2 separate regions of the Sus scrofa genome follow, and region 2 is linked to region 1. A link is a contact called in public HiChIP or PLAC-seq data. All regions are on one chromosome and are shown on one strand. The core of a region is the stretch at or near the end of the contact, and the rest is flanking DNA. Distances in the headings are between cores, read along the strand shown. Region 1 overlaps CKAP2L (cytoskeleton-associated protein 2-like). Region 2 has its middle 12 kb from the start of SLC20A1.

Evidence for each region. HiChIP or PLAC-seq counts read pairs in DNA pulled down with a chosen protein or histone mark.
Region 2: an H3K27ac HiChIP or PLAC-seq map of alveolar macrophages shows a contact between it and region 1. The contact joins two enhancer-like sites. A contact is called at or near these places in 1 of 5 promoter capture datasets (liver), 1 of 47 Hi-C or Micro-C datasets (epiblast stem cells) and 1 of 2 datasets of contacts at active chromatin or transcription factors (alveolar macrophages).

What each region holds. Positions count from the first base shown.
Region 1 is chr3:43,752,446-43,760,081 of Sscrofa11.1, reverse strand. It overlaps CKAP2L (cytoskeleton-associated protein 2-like), which reads right to left. Exons shown (of 10, transcript XM_021087020.1): 3 at 7,579-7,636; 4 at 5,383-5,434; 5 at 3,000-4,243. Among named protein-coding and RNA genes, the nearest start is that of CKAP2L, 20 kb to the right of the region's middle. Within about 2 kb of position 2,546, at least 5 of the 83 cell types and tissues checked have an H3K27ac peak or open chromatin away from gene starts, as enhancers often do. A contact at or near this core is called in alveolar macrophages, where this site is marked.
Region 2 is chr3:43,868,498-43,876,133 of Sscrofa11.1, reverse strand. No RefSeq gene overlaps it. Among named protein-coding and RNA genes, the nearest start is that of SLC20A1, 12 kb to the right of the region's middle. Within about 2 kb of position 4,668, at least 35 of the 83 cell types and tissues checked have an H3K27ac peak or open chromatin away from gene starts, as enhancers often do. A contact at or near this core is called in alveolar macrophages, where this site is marked.

The DNA of each region.
Region 1 (7,636 bases), core at 1,297-3,796:
CTTAGCCCTCTTTCTGACCACACATGACCCCCTCTTCCCCTGGCAGGAGTAATAATTTTAGGGCTCTTTCCTTAAGTATCTAGTCTCTGATGGTACCAAGTCCTAGTCCTTGCTCTCCCCACATGGTTCATACTCTTCACTCTTGTTTTTGAGCTATCAACAGCCAACGGTTGAGAGAGGCACCAAGACATGAGGACACAAGTGTTCAAATGGAGGCTCCTTAAGCTTTAGGGCTGCATATGGAAATTCTCAGGTTTGGGGTTGAATCAGAGCTGCGGTAACACCAGAGCCAAGCCACATCTGCAAACTACACAACTCATGGCAACACCGGATTCCTAACCCACTGAGTGAGGCCAGGGATTGAACCCGCATCCTCATGGATACTAGTTAGGTTCTTAACCCACTAAGCCATAATGGGAACTCCTTTTATTTTTTCTTAGCTTTTTAAAATTACAATTTGTTTAGGACTCACAGATGTACATTTCAGCCCTGATCTGCCTCTAGTGCTCCCAACTTATAAAACCCACTGCCTAGCTGATATCTTTTATTTGATGTCTGGAAGGCATTTCAAATTTAATATTGTCCAAAACAAGGCTCTTGATTTTCATCTCCAAGTCTTTTCCCAAATAGCTTTCCCTTACATTGGCAAATACTACACCAATCTACCCAGCTGCTAGGGCCTGACACTAGAAATTGTCTTGAGCAGCCCTTTCTTCCCCTACATAGGACACACCATTGTACAGTCAGCATTGCCTCCGTCTCCACTACCACACTCAAGTCCAGATCACTATCATCTTTTGCCTGAAATGCTGTAGCAGCCTCCTAACTCATTGCCTTGTTTCTGCTCTAACCCTTTTCAAATTCAATCTGTGCACAGCAGCTAGAGTGATCTTGAAAATGGCAAGATAAACCGGAGTCACTGCCAGGAACTTCCCATGGCTCTTGGAATAAAATTCAAAATGCTCTCCTCAGCTGGGAGGTGCAGGGCAATATGGCTCCTGCTACTTCCCCAACCTCACATCACATCACTGTCCCTCTCACTCCCTTGCCCTCCTGGAGCTCTGGCCTCCTTTCACTTACTTGACCCAAGCTCATTCCTGTCTCAGGGCCTTGAATCATCAGTCTTCAATTCCTTGCTCAAATGATACCTCCTTGAAGAGGTAATTTTCTGTAATTTTCTATCATATTTAATCAACCTGTTGATTTTCTATCTTCTCCACTGGAATGAAGTCTATGAAGACAGACACCTTGTTGTCCCTAGCACAGCATCTGGAATACACACGTATTTGATAACATACAGTAAAATTCGCCTTTTTTTGGTGTACAGTTCTCTGAGTTTTGACAAGTGCATGAAATCATGTGACTATTACTGCAGTCGAGATATAACACCCTCAAAAATTCCCATTTCTTGGTGCTCAACCTTCCCACCGGCGCCCAGCTCCCAGCAATCACTGATCTGTTCGCTGGCTTTATAGTTTTGCTTCTTCTGGAAAATCAATAGCGACTAACCCTCTTGTTTCTCCCTAGAGCCCCAAGCACAGAGTGTATGGTGTTTATTTCAGTCCCAACTTTTTCCCCTTTACCTTCACTCTAAATACCTGCTTCATGATAGAAGTGGAGCCATTGGCATGTTTCCCCTTTGTCGTTGTCATTCTACTTATCTCCTTGGACTTTCTTCTAATCATAAATGAAGAGGGAACGTGCCTTTTCTAAAGCCAACTTATTCCCAGGATCTGAATGTCATGGCTTTATTATTCTAGTACTTTCTATGAGTATGTATATATATGAAAAAGCGTCCCACCAGAGCAGGCTGGGGCAGTGTGTTGACCACTATATCCCCCAGTGTCTGTCACATGAGGTGCTGAAGGAACATTCGAGGACTGAGAGTGATCTGTCCCTTTTCATAGACTTCTGTCACCAAACATGGCCCAACCATAATCCAACTGCCTTATGATTCATTGTCTCTTATCTGGCCTAGACCTCGAGCTCCAGGGTAGGGACCCTTATCTTCTCGTCCATCAGTTGAAGGCCTTTGCATCGTAAGACTCATCCTTCTTGTCACTGTCCTTTTCCTAGACTAGATGTCACTGCTGAAAGTACCTCCCCTGACTTCCTATCTAAAGAAGTCATCCCAGCCTCACTCTCTCAATCACATCACCCTGAATTGTTTATCTTCTGGCTCTTCAGGAGGACAGAGAGCTTGTCAGTCTTGTTCAAGAATGTAGTCTGAGAATAAATCTTGCACTGACTTCCCCCTGCTATACCTTTTAGCTAACACCTGATTTTACATGGTCCTTTCCCCCCTTGCCAGGAATCGCCTCTTTTTCTACTACAAGCAGGAGTATATAGCTGCGTCTCCCGGGAGGTTCACATCATGAGACCAGGTCTGGTGCTGTGTGGAAAGTGTATGAAGTCCTTTGGCTCCGTTTCAAGCATCACGTATGTTACTATTTATCCCAGCAGCCTGTGATCCTGATTTCTAACCTTCGAACTCTGTATGTGAACTGATTACTCCTCTCTGCCTTAGCTTCCTTCCCAAAAGTTGGCCTGCTCAGACTCATGGCAGTTTCCTGTTCCTTCCTCCTGGATAACTTTTCTGGTTTTACGCACTAGTCGGCTTGACAAGGAAGTGCTGTCTTCCCACTTCCTAGCTATGTAAGTTCACTCCCTGCCTCTTCTGTTGCTCTTCAGTCCCTGAAGGGGAATGAGTAGTCTACATCCACAATCCCTACTGCTTATTCAACCATTCTGTCTCAATTTCTTTTTAAAGAATAAATTATTTCAAGCATACAGAAAATAATCTGTAACACACGCATGTACCATTCAGCTCTATTAAGTCTTACCATTTGTTATATTTGTTTCAGATCTTTTTTTCAGGGTTACAGCTAAAAATCACTCAGGAGTCATTATCTCTGGCCTATTTCCTGACTTTAGCATTACTGATGGTCAATTTGCCTCATTATCTTAATTTGCAAAATTTTGGAATTAAAGTAAAGTACCTTCTATCCTCTGCTGTGGTCTTCTTAACATTTGGATTAGGTTGGGTCCCATTTGGGACTCTTCTTCCATTTATAGTTGTGCCACCAGCTTGAATTCTGGGAGCTGTCTTGTTTAGAAAGCAGTTCTGGGGAAGCGCCCTTTTCGATTTGGAGTCCAAAGTCCATGTTTTTTGTTGACAGCTGTTGTTGTATTTATTTCCATTAGTTCCATTTGCTTTTATGCTAGGGGTGCTTGGAACAACTGAATTAAACCTGCCAAGTGTCAAATTAGGCCTTTGGTTTACAGTTTTTGATTTTTGCAGTACATACGATGTCCGAGGTCTAACACAAGCTTGAGTGGGTTTATGATCTTGCTTAATGTTTGGATGTCTGTTGTTGCATCCTTGAAGCACACTGGGGTATGTTCTGGGTTTGTTAGGTTTTTCCTTCTGTTCAGTCATGGGGCATGACTGTAACTTAGTTTCGTTTGGCCTTTCGTATTTACCCCTATTAACCTTCATATTCTTTATGTCCTTAGCCATCAGTTTCTTTGATGCTTGAGTCCTATTAAGTGTCTGAACATAGTGAGAGGGAACTGTTTTTGGGGTCTTCCCCTCTGGTCTTGAAAGATCTGCTCTTCTACAGTGTTGCTGTGATGTCACTGGGGGAATCCTGATTTGTGTTTTTCCAACAAATTGTTTATTAGCTCTTTCTTTCAGAACAGCACTATTCACTGACCTTTTGCCCAGGGATTGTTTAGTAGGAACTAAACTTCTCTTGCTTTGATTAGCTTCTGGCTTACTTAAAGTCCTTAATTCAGGATCTGGCTTCCTCTCTGAGTCTGGTAAGGTTTGGGGCAAGTTCTCTTTGTTCATCTCTTTCAGACAGCTATCCGAGGATTCATTTTCAACCTGGGTATTGTCCACAGAGTCTGTATATTTAGCAATTCCTTGATCTGTTACCTGCTGCTTTGTAGTTTTTAATTCCTGTGTGTTAAGCAGCTGCACGGTTTTTCTTGACAGTTCTCCAGTAGTAGATGATCTGAATGCATGCTGCTGTTGACTGCTCCTGGAAGGCTTACAGGTTGGGTTGGAAGAAACACATCCTGCAGTCAGCCTTTTGCCCAGAAGTTTGGGTGGCTCCAGCTTTGGCCTCTGGGACTCTGTGATATTGGCAGGTCTGGACTGAAGTTTACTGCTGATGGGTCTTGCAGCTTTGGCAGGCAAAGCATCATGGTTGGTGACATCCTTTTGGGGTCTAATAGTCTAAAAAGACAAAGAAAGATTTAAAAAAGAAAATTCATAACAATAGTCCACTATTTTTAAAAGAAAGTTTTTTTATTTATAATTTAAGGAAATTGAATTCTGAGACAATAAAGTCTAACAGATGATTTTTATAACCTGAGTTCCTATCAAATATATTGGAATCTTTTAGTGTGATAGAATTAAGCAGAGATGCAATGAACACACAAAAATTGCTGTTTAAAAAATAAATTTGGGAGTTCCTGTTGTGGCGCAGTGGAAATGAATCCGACTAGTTTAACCATGAAGTTGTGGGTTCAATCCCTGGCCTTGCTCAGTGGTTAAGGATCCGGTGTTGCCGTGAGCTGTGGTGTAGGTAGCAGATGCAGCTCAGATCTGCCGTTGCTCTGGCTGTGATGTAGGCAAGTGGCTACAGCTCTGATTAGACCCCTAGTCTGGGAACCTCCATATGCCGCAGGAGCGGCCCTAAAAAGAAAAAAAAAGAAAAAAAAATTGGCTCAATCAAAAAAGTACTTGCTGAATGCCCATTATGTTCCAATGAGGTATCCTTCTAGCAACTTGGGAAAGATACATACATACATAATAAACTTATGTTTACTTCCTTCTAGAACTTTGTACTGCTACACTAACTTTTAAAAAACAACACTGCCTTTGTAAAGGTCACAGTGTCACTCAAGTGACTTTGTGTTGTCCTGGAGATCGGGGTATGGATAGGCGCTAGATGCTGGGACGCCTGAGCTACTTTGGAAGCGCTCTCAATAAGCATCTCACATCTTAGTAGCAAGTCTGTATGTGCAACTATGCAAGCTTTGTGAAGGTGTAAAGGAAGCCTGTGACTAGGACCACCTGGCATTAAGGGCAAAGAGATGTCCACACTAGGATAGTCTGCCCATGTGTGGTGTTGCCTATGGGTACAACAGGGGAGGTTAGGAGTGAGAGGCAGATGGATGGATGGTACCCATGTGCTGGCTTACTCCTCGAGCCCAACATTTACATCATCCTCTGATGTCTCCATGAGTGCTTATTACTGCTTACCGAAGAGGGAAGGAATTAGACCACAATCTTTAGGTCACTAACATTTTTTATTGTTCTTATTGTGAATCATCCAAAGGATATTTTTAAAAAGACTAATTTCTACTTACAGATTTAGAAGGTGGAAGAGTTGGGCAATTATTCTTGGCTCTTAGATAAGGCCTATAAAAGATGAAATAAGAAGAATTCTTAGTATAGAAGGATCAGCAAGGTTTGGGAATTATGGTGATTAAAAACTATTAGAATTTCAAATCATTTGTATTTCCATATATAGTAAAAAATTTAAAAATTATAGTCAATAATGTCCCTTTATGATCCCTTCCTTCAACCTATTATTCTATTCTTCGGAGACCACAGCCACACTTACCCATTTTTTTCTGTGATCCTTTCAGAGATGTCCTATGCATAAACGTAATATCCTAACAGTATTAACGAAATATGTGTTTTCTTCATATAACCTTTTCTTACTTATTCAAACATCATTTCCTGAATGCTGCAATGTGCCAGGCATTAGAGACACAATGCCAAATAAAATAATTAACTGCTTCTTTAAAAAACTTGCTTGTGGGAGTTCTCATTGTGGTGCAGCAGAAATGAATCCATGAGGATGTGGGTTCAATCCCTGGCCTTGCTCAGTGGGTGGGGGATCCAGCATTGTGGTGAGCTGTGGGGTAGGCTGCAGACTTGGCTCGGATCTGGCATTGCTGTGGCTGTGGTGTAGGCCGGCAGCTGCAGCTCTGATTTGAGCCCCCAGCCTGGGAACTTCCATATGCTAAGGGTGTGGACCTAAAAAGCAAAAACAAAAAACAAAAAACAAAAACAAAAACCCAACCTTGCTTGTATTTATTTATTTAATTTTATTTTTTGGTCATGTCTGCAGCACACAGAAGGCCATTGAACCTGCACCACAGCAGGGACCTGAGCTGCTGCAGTGACAATGCCAGATCCTTAACCCACTATACCACAAAACAGCTCTTTTTCTTCTTCTTCTTTTTTTCTTTTTTAAAAAAATTGCTTGTTTTTTTTTTTTTTTTGTCTTTTGTTGTTGTTGCTATTTCTTGGGCCGCTCCCGTGGCATATGGAGGTTCCCAGGCTAGGGGTCAAATCGGAGCTGTAGCTGCCAGCCTACGCCAGAGCCACAGCAATGCCGAGCCGCGTCTGCAACCTACACCACAGCTCACAGCAAAGCTGGATAGTTAACCCACTGAGCAAGGGCAGGGACCAAACCCGCAACCTCATGGTTCCTAGTTGGATTCGTTAACCACTGCGCCACGACGGGAACTCCAAAAATTGCTTGTTTTTAAAGTACCTTCAAATAGTGAATTTTCAGGGGAAAAAATCAATACAATTAAAAAAAAACTGGGGCACATATGAAATTTAGCCAGTTAGATTGAAAACAGGAAAAGAAGGACAGAAAAATAGAGGAGAATTTAAAAAGATTCAAGACCAAAAAAAAAAAAAAAAGATTCAGTCTCCATGGGTCAAATATAACTGCCAGACTAACAGGAAAGGAACTTTGATCAGAACTTGCTGTTGGTTGTTGGTTCCTCCCATCTTGAATGTAAGCCCTGAGAGAGCAGAGACCCAAGAGTGACCAATACACTGCAGGTATTAAATAAATATTTGTTGAATAAGTGAATTAGGTTTATTTAATTAAGGAAATAAGAGTCGAGTAAAAACCCCAAGTAAAAAGAAACTAAAACAAAAAGTGAAAGCTAACTTTGTAAAAATTCATTTTCAAAATAAAAATTTAGCAACACGGGGAGGAAACATATCCATGCTAAGGCAAGTGAGATAAATAACACCATTAAGATGACAGGATGTTGTCAGAAGAGATAAGTGAAACAGTCCTATTCTGTTCACCTCAAGAGTAAGTGATAAGAGAAAGCACAAAGAGAGCTCTGAAGCTGGAGGCAGTGGGTGTGCAGCTACTGAGGAGGCATTGTAACTGGCGGCCCTGCCTTAGAAAGAAGCACCAGAACCAGGGTCATTCAACTCCTTGGCCAAACACTGCCTTCACAAGAATCACTTCCCCAGGAAAGGATGCGGGGACAGGAACAGCTTCTGGCATTGTAGGTAACATCGTAGATCTTCTCTTTCTGCCTTTGGAGACTGTCACAGAATAATGCTTAAATCTTTGCCAACATTCTGGTCATGCCTGCACCAAAATGCCCTTTTTGAACAATCATAGGCTCCTGATGCTGGTCTGAGGTGACAGCAAACAAAAGGGTTAAGATTTGAAAAGGCTTTAAATTGCTATTAGCAACCAGGGTGATAGAACTTACGTAACTGGGAGACAAACTCACTTGGTGTTTTGGCACTTTAGTTTCCCCTTGGCTGCTAGGTACTCCTGAAGCTTTTTCC
Region 2 (7,636 bases), core at 3,419-5,918, 110 kb before region 1:
ACCATAAGTTTTTCAGTCTGTGAGTCAGTATCTGTTCTGCAAAGAAGTTCATTATGTCCTTTTTTTAGATTCCACATGTAAGTGATAGCATTTGATGTTGGTGTCTCATTGTCTGACTGACTTCACTTAGCATGATAATTTCTAGGTCCGTCCATGTTGCTGCAAATGCCGTTATTTCTTTCCTTTTAATGGCTGAGTAATATTCCATTGTGTATATGTACTACATCTTCTTAAACCACTCCTCTGTCAATAGATATTTAGGTTGTTTCCAGGTCTTGGCTGGAAGTTCAATTTTTTAAAATTAATTTGAGCAACTGGAGAGATGAAAAATAAACATAAAATTAATGGATGTTCCTCCTAACTATTTATCTAGCTCTGCCCTCTAGTTGTTGCAATGCTTGTCACATTAAAAAAGGGAAACTTGGAATTCCTGTCATGGCTCAGCAGTAATGAACCTGACTAATATCTATTAGGACTTGGGGCTGATTCCTGGCCTTGCTTGTGAGTTAAGGATCTGGCATTGCTGTGAGCTGTGGTGTAGGTCACAGATGCAGCTCTGATTCGATCTCTAGCCAGGAAACATCCATATGCTGCAAGTGCAGCCCTAAAAAGCCAAAAAAAAAGAACCTGCCATATGCCATAGATGTGGCCCTAAAAAGACAAAAATCCCCCCCAAAAAATAGGAAACATGGGGAGTTCCTGTTGTGGCTCAGCGGTATTGAAACCGACTAGTATCCGTGAGGACATGGGTTTGACACTTGGCCTTGCCCAGTAAGTTAAGGATCCAGCGTTGCTAAGAACTGTCCTGTAAGTTGCAGATGGGGCTTGGATCCTGTGTTGCTGTGGCTGTGGTGCAGGCTGGCGGCTGCAACTCTGATTCAACCCCTAGCTTGGGAACTTCCATATGCTGTGGGTGCGGCCCAAAAATACCAAAAAAAGGGGGGGGGACTCGTAGGACAAGTAGGAACAAAAGAAACCATTGAAGAAACCATTAAATTAAATTAAATTAAAAAAAAAAAAAAAGGAAACCTGGCTGTTGTTTCCCAAGAGCTCATGGTGTTTATTTAAGCCACGGAGGAGCACAGAAGAGTCTTAGCTGAGGAGGCGGCTCTACGGCTCGCAGGCCCCACGAGCCCTGTGGTCTTGGGACAGACCGACTCCTGCGTGAGGACAGCTGTACTGCATCCAGGGCTGCTGTGAGGAGGGATGCGCGAGGGAGTGGCTGACATTTGCGAGGAAGTCAGTGACTTTCTCAGGTGACACACAAAGCCTCTGCCTTCAGAGCATGGAAAGGAGGTGGCAGTGAAGAGACTGGGCAGTAGATTTTCCCCACTGTGAGTCAGTGGAAAAGAAAGCTGAATGGACAGAGGAGGGCCCCAGCCATCGAGAACTGTCTGGACAGTGTCCAACTTCGGGGATCCTTCAGGAGAGTCATGGTCTAGCAGGTTAGTCTGGGTGCCTGTGGAGCCTGGCTGGAAGTGGGGTGATGATGCTAGATGATGGGGAATGGGGGTGAGTGGCGGGACTTAGGGATGAGGAAGTGGGGGAGGAGCGGGAGTGAGACAGGGGCCACAGGAGTCGAAAGGAAATCGGGTTTCCACCTGTTCTTTGCCAACGCTCGCCGCACCTCCACATTTATCTCCGCTTTTGCCTTTCTCCTCTTGGCTCTTCTGTCTCCCCACCGCACCCCCACATCAGCCCTATGTCCTTCTACCCCCCAGGTCCCTGGGTAAAGGAGGCTCAGCCCTCTTCAGCATGATGCAGATGTGCCTAGCAGGTGCACCCTGGGTGAACTTGATCTGGCTGGTTCTGGCAGGGTCATATGCTTGAGAGGCAGGCTGCTCTTTCTTTAGTGTGTGAGTGAGAAAAGCTACTGCTGGTTAGACCTCACAGGAAGCTGGAGCCAAGGGGTAGCACATGACCTCAGGTGTAGCACAGCCAGTTGGGTGAGAAGAAGAGGTGACACCTCTGGGCTGCTGAGACCGCTTGCTCCTTGTACTCCAGGCCAAGGAAATCAGGTCACCCTGCCCCCCTCCCTCTGCTGGATGCTGAGGGACTGACTGCTGCCTATGGGGAGGTAAAGAAATATTCAAGGACAAGCCGGCCAAGGCAAGACACCTGGGCGAGGGTCTCAAACTGGAGGCCCCTAGGACCGTTCCCCGGCAGATAGGTTTTCTTGGGCCCACACTGGCCCTCTCACTCCCTGTTATACCTTTCCCCTGTCTACCTCATGTGTTTGCCCTCTTGGTGTCACCCCTGAGCTCATGAATTCACCAACTCCATTCTAAGCAGGGCATGAAATGCAAAGATGCTCCAAGGCTTCTGACTTCACTGGGGAAACGCACAGGCCAAGAGGGCTGAGCGTGCCAGACCCAGCGTGGGGTGGGGGGGAGACATGCCATTTTGGAGTTTGTTTTTTTGTTGTTGCTGTTTTTGTTTTTGACTTTTTAGGGCCAAACTCAATGCATATGGAGGTTCCCAAGCTAAGGGTCGAATCAGAGTGGCAGCTGCCAGCCTACACCACAGCCACAGAGATGCCAGATCTGAGCTGAATCTTCAACCTACACTGCAGCTCATGGCAATGCTGGATCCTAACCCACAGATTGAGGCCAGGGGTCAAACCCACATCCTCATGGATACTGGTCAGGGTCTTAACCCGCTGAGCCACAACAGGAACTCCCCATTTTGGAGTTTAGATGCGAGATCTCCCATGGAGGTCATGATAGAAGAATGTGCAGAGGTGAGGTGGTCTAAGCCTTGCTGAAAGAGGAATGTGGGGACAGAGACCAGGGAGGAATGTTCCATGATGGGGCAGGACGGGAGGGGACAGCAGGGAGAAGTTTCTCTCAGGGCTGGGCTTCATTCCACACGCAGCAGGGGGCACCTCTCAGGTGTTTGCATAAAGGAGTAATGATGAAGGCACAGAACAATCCAGGAAGGGTGGGAGCTAGAAGGAGGTACCAATTCAGGAGAAAGTTTGAAGGATGTAAAGACTGGGCAGTGTGGAAGCTGAAGGATCCAAGGACATTAGGCTTGAAACTTCAGAGTATCTGAGACAAAGCCCTAGTCCCAGAAATGGGGAAGTTGTGAGACAGCAGCTGCTGGGGGTTGAGGGGAGAAGCTGAGAAATTCTGGTTGAAATGTGCTACATTTGAAGGAAGATAGGCAGCTGGCATTAAGAACTACAGACCCAAAGATGAAAGTGGTGATTTAGGGCAGCAGTGGATTAGACTGAGAGTCCTGAGGGAGAGGGAAAGAGAAGGGGGGCGGGGATTGCGGATAGGAAAGGAGAAACAAGGGAAGAAGACAGACATGGAATCAGAGTAGGGACAGTACACGAAGAAAGAGGTCCATTGACATCATCAGCTGCGGAGGATTCTGTAGAGGGAAGGAAGGCAGGGGTTTGGAGCAGAGATTTTCGGCGGGAGTGGAAGAGATGCCCACATATTTCAGGGTCAAGGAGATAGCATGGGTGGAGAGAAAGGTAAAGGGTATAGACCATTATCTCAAAGTGCCTACAGTAGGTAGAAGTTATTATCTACATTATCTTGACTCGCCCCTATGCAGCAAAGCTGATTTACCGACACTGGCCTGTGATGAAGGAAGGTACCACATTCATTTGTAGGGCACCAAGGAAGGAGCACTGGGGGCTGGGCTCAAAAGACCTGAACACACCCCCTGCCCCGCCCCAATGGATTTCAGGGAAGGATTATTTTTTTGGCCACACCTGGGCATGTAGGAGTTGTGCCTGGGCCAGGAGAGGGAAGTATTTTTAAAGACAGCATTTGGGAGGAGGGCTGCAGGGGGCATAACTTTCTTCTGATTGGTTGGTGGTGAGGTGATGTTTCGGGAATCTTAGTCATCAGCCTTCTGGTTTCAGCTGGTCTCAGTCTACAGGCGGGAGTTCAGCAGTCACCGCCCTCCACGTGGGTGGCGGGGGGTCTGAGTTCCTGAGAAAACGCTAAGATAGTGTCAGATTGTTATGTGTATCTCCTGAGGAGGAACCAGGACTCCGCTTTACCGCTGAACTATTATCATTACTTTTCTCCTTTAACTGCTTCCCCTTTCTTTCTGCATTCCCTCACTTCCCAGCTGTGTAAGGGCTCCTTCCTGCTCCCTGGAAGCCTAGGAGACCAAAGCGTTTTTCTACAAACAAATGGGGGTCCTGGAGGGCCCCTGAAAGGCCCTGCTTGGTTTCAGTGACTGTAAGAACAAAGGGAGGAGTTCCCGTTGTGGCTCAGCAGATTAAGAACCTGACTAGTGTCCACGAGAACGTGGGTTTGATCCCTGGTCTTGCTGAGTTAAGGATCTGGCACTGCCACTGTGAGCTGCGATGTAGGTCTCAGTGTAGGTCACAGACACAGCTCAGATCCCAAGTTGCTGTGGCTGTGGCTCCAATTTTACCCCTCGCATGGGAAACTCCATATGCTGTGGGTGCAGCCCTGAAAAAAAAAAAAAAAGAAAAGGAAACTTGTGGAAGTTTAAAGGCAGAAGGAAAGGAGACAGCAGGGAGAGAAGTACTGAAGCTGCTAAGGAGAGAGGATAAGGTGAAACAAGGAGCCAGAGGAGTGGGTGGGGATGCTAATCTTGTATTTCACAACAGCTTCATCCTTATCCTGGGCCCCATCCTGGGCCCCCCATTGCCCATGGTGGGGGCGGGGGTAGCAGAGGGAAGTCAGGTGGCTAGATGACTCATTCTCCGGGAAAGGCAAGCGTTCTTAGCTCAGGATTGGGTCCTAGAACACCAGCGTTCATTTCTTTTCCCTGTTGTCCTGGCTCCCCTCTGCGCCATCCGAGGCCACCATCATAACTGGTGGCTAGGTATTGTCCAGAGGCTTGGAAACACCAGTGAAAAGCCCTCAGTTTTGGCCGCCCCAGGCACAGGCAGACAGGAAGTACAAGTGGGTAACCGCGTGAAAGGGAGAGGGAGGGCGAGGCCTGGGTTAATCATCAGAGTTCTTGGCAGCAAGTTCTCAGCCAGCCCAAGAGTAACTACAGATGGAAGGTTCTCTGTGGCAGAGTCTGTGTCTCTCCAGGGTCTGGTTACCCACGCTGAGCCCATAACGAGCACCAGGCCAGCAGACCCTGCGGAGGTAGTTATATCAACAAGCCAGGAGGTGATGGTGAGCATGACCTCACTGGAAAAGCAAACATACGCCCTCAGCAGAAGGAGGTTCGTGTGCACAGCTGGGCTGGGGAGGCCGTTCTGGAGAGTGTTCTGGAGTGTGCAGGGTGGGAATGGATGACGGGTAGATGGAGAGAGGACTTGGTCTAGATTGGGAGAGACAGCTTTGTGCAGGAATGATAAGACCTGGAAAAAGAAGGGGAACAGGGAGAAAAGCCTATTGCTGGGGATAAGGGTCAAAAGATCTCATTCCGACCGAAAGTTAAGAGATGGTAAAGATGATATTGATGAAGGAGATGTAGGTGAGCCTTTAGGCCACTGACCATACGTGACTGGAAACATCCCAAGCCTTGAGACTGGCATTTTCTCTTATAGGCTTATAGGTGGGTGTCTAACTGGTACAGTTTGGCAATATCACATAGATGAGAACAGTCACATGGCCTATGACCTAGCTACTCCATTCATGCTAGGGAACACATGTACATGGGACACACACACACACACACACACACACACACACACACACACACACCTCTTACGATGGGCTCTTCTGCAGATTTGAAAAGAGAAAAACCAGAGGAGTTCCCATTGTGGCTCAGTGGACCCGACATAGTGTCTATGAGGATGCGGATGTGATCCTTGGCCTTACTCAGTGGGTTAAGGATCTGGTGTTGTTGCAAGCTGCAGTGTAGGTCTCAGATGTAGCTCAGATCCAGTGTTGCTGTGGCTGTGGTGGAAGCTGGCAGCTGCAACTTGATTCGACTCCTAGACTGGGAACCTCCATATGCTGAAGGTGGGGCCTAAAAAAGGATTGAATCAGAGAGCTCTATGCACAATGACATGCAGGAGTTCCCATTGTGGTTCAGCAGTAGCAAACCTGACTGGTATCCAGGAGGATGCAGGTTTGATCCCTGGCCCCTCTCAGTGGGTTAAGAATCCGGTGTTGACATGAGTTGAGATGTAGGTCGCAGACAAGGCTTGGATCTGGCGTTGCTATGGCTCTTGTGTAGGCCGGCAGCTGCAGCTCTGATTCGACCCCTAGCCTGGGAATTTCCATATTATGCAGGTGCGGTCCTAAAAAAAAGGAAAAACAAAACAAACAAATAAAACCAATGACATGCAAAGGTATCTAAGACAATGTTAAGTGAAAAGAACAAGTTGTATAACTGTGCATCGTAGGATATCATTTGATCAAAAAAGGAAAAAAACGTATTTATTTATTAATTTATGGTTGTACCCATGGCATACAGAAGTTCCTGGGCCAGGGACTGAATCCAAGCTGCCACTGCCATCTACACCACAGCAGCAGCAACACTGGATCCTTAACCCACTATGCCGGGCTGTGGATGAAACTGGCACCCCAACAGCAACCCAAGCCTCCACAGACAATGCTGGATCCTTAACCCACTGTACCACAGTGGGAACTCCTATATTTTATATTACAGAAAAATATGTAATATGTAATATGTAATATGTGTGTGTATCATAAAGACCTGTTTTTCTTTTTCTTCTTTTTTGTCTTTTTAATAAAAGGGCCACACTGGTAGCATACAGAGGTTCCCAGGGTAGGGGCTGAATTGGAGCTGTAGCCATAGCCATAGCCATATCAGATCCAAGCCAAGTCTGCGACTTATACACACCACAGCTCACAGCAATGCCAGATCCTTAACCCATTGAGAGAGGTCAGGGATTGAACCTGCATCCTCATGGATCCTAGTCAGGTTCATTACCACTGAGCCACCACAGGAACTCCTGTTTTTCATTTTTTATTATTACAATTTAAAACAATTTGTGGGTGTCATGCCTAAGGCATGCAGAAGTTCTGGGGGCCAGAAATTGAACCCACACTGTAGATGCAACCCGACCCACTGCAGTGACAGCACTGGATGGTCTTAACCGCCTGAGCCACATGGGAACTCCCAAGAATCTTTTTTTTTTTGGGGCTGCATTCGTGGCATATGGAGATTCCCAGGCTAGGGGTTGAATCAGAGCTACAGCTGCTGGCCTACACCACAGCCACAGCAACATCAGATCCGAGCCTCATCTGCAACCTACACCACAGCTCATGGTAGCACCAGATCCTTAACCCACTGAGCGAGGCCAGGGATCAAACCCAAAACCTCATGGTTCCTAGTTGGATTTGCTTCCGCTGCACTGTGGTCGGAACTTCCCAAGGACTGTTTTTTTAAAAACCCACTTTGTTGACGTATGATTGGCATACAAAAAAGCTGTACCTATTAAATTACATTAAATGATGTGATAAGTTCACAAAGAAATGTTAATAGTGGTTATTTGGGGGGGTTAGATTACAAAATTGGGGTTCTAAGCAGGGGCACTTTTAATTTGCAGCTCTTCTGTAAGCTGTTGTTTTTTGTTTGTTTGTTTGTTTTCTTTTTGGGGTCACATCCATGGCACATGGAAGTTCCCAGCCTAGGGACTGAAGAGCTGCAGGTGTCTGCCTACACCACAGCCACAGCAACGCCAGATCCAAGCCGTGTCTGTGACCTACAC